Linked DNA regions of Sus scrofa: region 2 is linked to region 1. The links are chromatin contacts, called in public Hi-C maps. All regions are on one chromosome and are shown on one strand. The core of a region is the stretch at or near the end of the contact, and the rest is flanking DNA. Distances in the headings are between cores, read along the strand shown. Region 1 overlaps RYR3 (ryanodine receptor 3). Region 2 overlaps RYR3 (ryanodine receptor 3).

Region 1 (2,735 bases), core at 63-2,562:
CTCAGTTCTGTCTCACTGTCCACAGAGAGGACACATGGAGGTATTCTTTACATTTACACTGAGTTTACAGTCTTCTGTCATGGCTCTTTCCTTTTAGTGCATAAACCTAAAATTCGGTGCCCCAGAACTTTATCAGGAACCACAGGTCTCTGATAGGGTTCCATGTAAACCAGAGAGTCTGGGCTGTCACACACAAAGAACACCTGTCCACATGTCCAGGCCAGTGGAGCTGGTGAGCCCACAGAAGATGCTCTGGTCCTAAGCTAAAGAGGCTCTGATGGAGACCCAGCCTCTGGTCAGCTTCTCCTTGGCCTGGCTGTGCTACAGGCACAGTGTCTCCCCAGGGCCAGTTACCTTCTCGAGGTCTGGCTCCTCCAAGCCCAGAGCTAACTCGTTGTTGTCCATCACAGAGGAAGCAGCCACATCCAGTGGGGTGGATCCTCTCATCGAAGGGGAGGCTGAAGAAGGAGGAGGGAAGGGAGAAAAAGGCCACTCAGTGCTGAGCTGAGGTTGCAGTGCCCAACAATGGTCAGGAGAGGGCAGCAAACACAAAACTTGGGTCACATCGCAGGTTTTCTGAGGGGGCGGGGGCTACCCATCCAATTTAAGAAACGCTCTGATTGAGATCCTTGGTCCCCACACTCATTACTGATTGTGAATATGGCTTAAGTTAGAAAATCAGTTCACAGGATCAGCTGGGACTATGTATTTTAAAGTGCTTTTCTAACACGAAAGTTCTTGGGCCTGCATTTCATTCACAAGTCTCAGATGTCACTTGACCAGCTAAGCTTACCTAAGTTGGCTGTTTCTGGGGTTACCACTTAGAGTTTAAAATTAGCTTCAAACAGCATTAGCGCATATGGTTACATCAGGTCACCAATGCTGTCTTTCATTTTTCCATTATTGGGTTCTTAGGCTAGAAGTGAGAAAAACTCCAGGTAGGAATCTTACAAAAAGGTTGGTAGCCTAAGCTTGCACCTGAGAAACAGGAAACCCGAGGCTGCAGATTCATGTGCACATAATGTGTGCATTTGAATCTTCTACAAATACATCCGGTTTACATCCAAAACCGTGAGTAAGGCATATGCGTGCATTGATTTTCTAGTTGTGGTGATGGATTTACACTATCCATGGTTGCTCTTGGCCAGTTTGCTTGGCAGCTATGAAAGCACTGGCTGGTTGGCCGATGAGGCAGACATGCAGCCTGCAGCCAGCCCGTCGAGAAGGGATTGGACCCATGACCTTGGTCTCATTAGCACGGCTCCCTGGTCAGCTGAATATGCTGGGAGGAGCTGTGTCTCCAGACTCTATCCAGTCTCAGGCAGCATTTCACAAACTGTGAGCCACTGGTCCCCAGAGAGAGGAGGCAAAACTGTGTGACCATGCCAACACAAATCTGTCGCCAGAGCTGGCTGGTAGCAACTTCTCTACTTGGGTTGGAGAGCAAAGAGAGGGTATTATTATCTCACCTGTTTTTAGATCAGGCAGGGTTCCCTCTTACATTTTAAAATACCATAGCATGCATGTGACTTTCCCTTTACCGCCCAAGTGGTCAGCAGGGGGAGAGTAACCTCTGAGCCAAATGCAGAATTAGAACGCGACCTACCTAGGCCAACACTGCTATTCTCCAGCAGGTAACTCAGGTGCTCGAACATGGCCTTCTGATTTTGCCGGCTGATTCGACAGAAGTAGCAAAGGAAGCGGCAACAGCTAGCAACCATCTTTGGAAAGGCAATCTGTAGGGAGGAGTAGAAAGTGCCAAGGAAAAGAATCTATCGTGAGGCCTTTCTGGAAAGGCTGATTTCCAAGAGTCTTAAGTTGACGTCTTGCAAGCTGTGAACAGTTTGGAAAATGAATTGTCTCCTTATGTCTAGTTTGTTCCAAGACTTATTCATATGAGGGACAGAGAGTACACACTTGAGAAGAGGCTTCTAAAAATATTGAGAGCTAATTACAGTTCCCAAAGCATGCTTCTTTAAAAGAAAATAGATGTCAAACCCGAATCCCAGTCATCCTTAGGTGTCAGGAGAAACTGTACAATCCTCCATCAGACTACAGTTTCTAACTTGGAAGGGAGTGGACAGAAAGGGAGATGGGTGATCACAGACAAATGAGACTGAGCACTATATCAAACCCCAGTCCTTTGGGTATAGATTGGCCTCTACAGTTGTAGAGGCCTCCAGACCATCACCCTCTCAGACTGTGAGCCTTCCCCAATTACTTCTGTCCTGGACAACTACTCTCCTATGGCTCCTATAGCATTCGTAACTCGATTCTTACAATTTAGCACTGAGAGGCCAACTTCTATTACCATGGATAGTGCTTCGCTTCTCTGCTTAACACAGTCATTAGCATCTCCAGGGCCTGACCACATCTTATGTTTGATTCCATAATGCTCTGTAAATGGTGTCTGTGTTAACCTTGGCTCGGGATCCTAGAAAGCCCTTGATTTCTGCCTGGAGAATCATGGAGGGTGTTCCAAGAAAGGGAGGTTCTGAAAGCTATTCTACCCACTTGCTGAGGCATCCAGACATTTGCTCCGGGATCTTCTGGAGAGAGTCCCCTTTCCCAAGAGATCAGAAGGAAGCAAGTGAGGAGGAAAGTGAGCTTGGCTCGTTCTTCCCTTACAAGCCCTGCCTGTCAATACGGGTGGAACTGCTTTCCTAGGACCCAACACTTTGGAATTTCCAACATTTGAAAACATACCTTATCTACTGCCTTCAGAAGCTCTCTGA
Region 2 (2,841 bases), core at 3-2,502, 300 kb after region 1:
TTATACATGAAAAAACAACCTTGGCATTAAAAAATTCTTGATTATTGAGAGTTCCCATTGTGGTACAGTGGAAATGAATCCAACTAGGATCCATGAGGATGCAGTTTCAAAAGCTGGCCTCGCTCAGTGGGTCAGGGATCCGGTGTTGCTGTGAGCTGTGCTGTAGATCGAAGACTTGGCTTGGCTCCCTCATTGCTGTGGCTGTGGTGTAGGCCAGCAGCTGCAGCCCCGATTTGACCCCCAGCCTGGGAACTTCCATATGCCATGGGTGTGGCCTAAAAAGCATAAAAAAATTCATGATTATCAAAATGGTACATTTGCCTTTCAGGCTCAGAGATGGGCAGACCATTCCCATCCTCAAAAGAACCCAGTAAAAAGATGGAGAAGCCATCCTATGGAATCTTATTTTCTCAAACAGAATCTTTTTCTCTTGATCAAGAGTCACCCCAGCTGCCTCCCTCCAGGAAGACTGGCTTTCCTCCTCCTTCCCCTGACACAAATGCATACAAACTTGGTTTTCTCCATTTAACAAGCAAAACTGTTTGCAAACAGGAAGCTGCCAAAGTGGGAGGGTGTGAAACAGGCAAACCGGAGGACAGTTCTGAAAAAGCACCAGCGGAGCAGGAGCCCGATTTAGCCATACTGCTCAGCTTCTGAGCTACAACCAAACCCATCCATTCCCAGGGGTGCAGGAAAAGGCCCTAGTTCCATCCCCCTGATGACAAAGGCTAGGCCCCGAAGGAAAGCCATAGGGCTTTCCTCTCCTTTCCCCAGAGGGCAGGGAGACCTCTGCGAACAAACATGGTCTGTTGGTTGGGATGGCTGCAAAGTGATCCTAGTGGTGACAACCAAGTTATTTGATGGAAACCCACGCACGACCACCTGCTGCCTCTCCCAAGGGCTTAGAGAGAGCCAGAGTTTCCGCTGTCAGCTCACTCCCCTGGGAGGAGCAGCATCAAAGCCTAGATCCATCTCAGGAACATACCTCTGGCACTTGGAAGAGGTCACCAGCAAGTCAGCACCCAGTACACCCCGCCCTTTCCAGCTACAAGCCAAGGGGTTATTACATGGAAAAACTGCATTCTTTTACCAGAAACCACCAACTCTATCAGCTCATAACTGTGTCTGCAGGGGAAATGAGCTCATTTCATTTCAATGATTGTATTTATAATCTAGTTGCCTAGGTAACTATCCCAAGTAACTTAGAAACTCTTCACTAAGGAGCCTAGTGAGTGGCACCAACAGGTGTAGCTGACACACAAGAAATGTCCATTTGATATTACATCCACAGTAACATGAGATTTCTTGGCAGGCAACTGTGACAAATTCTTTCTTGGGGGTTAATTTGGTCTTAAAATGTCTTCATGGAGCTGATGACCACAGAAAACCTCCAAAAAACAGCAAAGACAGATGAGAAACTTACTAAGTGTCCAACCGTTTTCTCCCTATGTCTCGGGGCTTATTGCTGAGGTGATAGCCACCAGCAAGGTCCATGAGAAGCCATCAGCATATAGCTGAAGAGCTGCACAGAAACACAATTTTCTAAGACACATCCTCTCAGAAAGTATGAAACCTCTGCAGCCTCCTGATTTTTGTGTGTGTGGGAAGTCAGGGAATTGACCACTCAAGGTCAGGTTGCTATTGCTGTAAGTCCTAGGATTCAGATTTTGGCAGCTTTGCTCAATTACTAAATAACTAACAAAGCAATTCTGAAGACAGACCATGCCCAGGAAACAGGTGATGCTGCACACTGACCCCACACCTATCCGATCTAAACCAGCCTTATACCCATTCTTTCTCATGTCTAGATGTGGCCGCATAACTTCCTCCCACTGGGTACATTTGGATGGAATGTACCAGATAGATTTGTTCACTTTGATACTAGCAATTACAAATGTCTGTCTCATATCTCTTAAGTAGCAGGAAGCTCATTTGCCTGGTATCACTTAATGCCTTGAAGATGTCCAGGTGACAGCTGAGTGATGGGTAGAGATAATGACACAATACTGTTTACATTGAGTCTGCATATCGCACTTTTCTCAAGGGCTCAGCAAGACAACTTCAGCACTAGAGAAATAAGACTTTCCAACAGCTGGAGAAAGAAAAACCCAGGCAGAGGGGGCTAAGACGCAGAGAACCAGCAGGAAGCTAGCTTCTAAGCCAAGGATGGATGTGGCAATGGTACCCCCTGGGCCTTCTACCCACTGCTGTGCTGCCTGGTGGGGGAAGGGGGGGATACACCCCACCCAGCACTCCAGAGATGAAAGAATTTACAGTGAATGCAAACTTCTCTGAGAGGCATTTACAACTCAATTCCAACTCTGACAATGAGATGAAAACATAGCACTAAAGCACACAGACTGCTCCTTGCTTTCTGAACAGTCAGCGTTCTTCACCTGACAAGCTTTTCTTCTCGAATCCATTATGGATGGCTAGTCCTGTGTTTGAATAATGAGGATGAACTTCAGTGACAAAAAGTTTGTCTAAACTTGTAACAAATCATTCTCACCATCTTGACATGTAGTGAATAATTAATTTCCACTGTAGAGGCTACCTGCCTGTTCACTTCAATTCTTCTCAGATGATTCCAAATTAGTGGAGCCTTGGGTCTGTCAAGCCAAGGATTCTGAAGAAGCAAAGCATTGTGTTCAGTTATTTAAAAATACATGAGAAGCAATAATGCCAGCGAGTCTGATGAGCTAGGAAATCAGGCCCAAATATTTGCTTCATCAGTGCCGTGCCGTGTATTCCCCAGGCAGCTGCATCATATGGGCTGATTCCACAGTTCCTCTGACTCTCATTTCTCACTGTACAAAGAGCCCCAGATCGTGAATTCCAAGT

The links. Hi-C and Micro-C count contacts between places; a contact is called where the count stands out from the background.
Region 2: a contact with region 1 is called in a Hi-C map of skeletal muscle, with 10 times the contacts expected there. The contact joins two enhancer-like sites. A contact is called at or near these places in 3 of 47 Hi-C or Micro-C datasets (embryonic fibroblasts and skeletal muscle) and 1 of 2 datasets of contacts at active chromatin or transcription factors (skeletal muscle).

Annotation. Positions count from the first base shown.
Region 1 is chr7:80,801,504-80,804,238 of Sscrofa11.1, forward strand. RYR3 (ryanodine receptor 3) reads right to left here. Exons shown (of 106, transcript XM_021099907.1): 42 at 1,607-1,736; 43 at 355-458. Among named protein-coding and RNA genes, the nearest start is that of AVEN, 360 kb to the left of the region's middle. Within about 2 kb of position 1,313, at least 4 of the 83 cell types and tissues checked have an H3K27ac peak or open chromatin away from gene starts, as enhancers often do. A contact at or near this core is called in skeletal muscle, where this site is marked.
Region 2 is chr7:81,097,044-81,099,884 of Sscrofa11.1, forward strand. The region is part of intron 1 of RYR3 (ryanodine receptor 3); the gene reads right to left. Among named protein-coding and RNA genes, the nearest start is that of RYR3, 110 kb to the right of the region's middle. Within about 2 kb of position 1,253, at least 8 of the 83 cell types and tissues checked have an H3K27ac peak or open chromatin away from gene starts, as enhancers often do. A contact at or near this core is called in skeletal muscle, where this site is marked.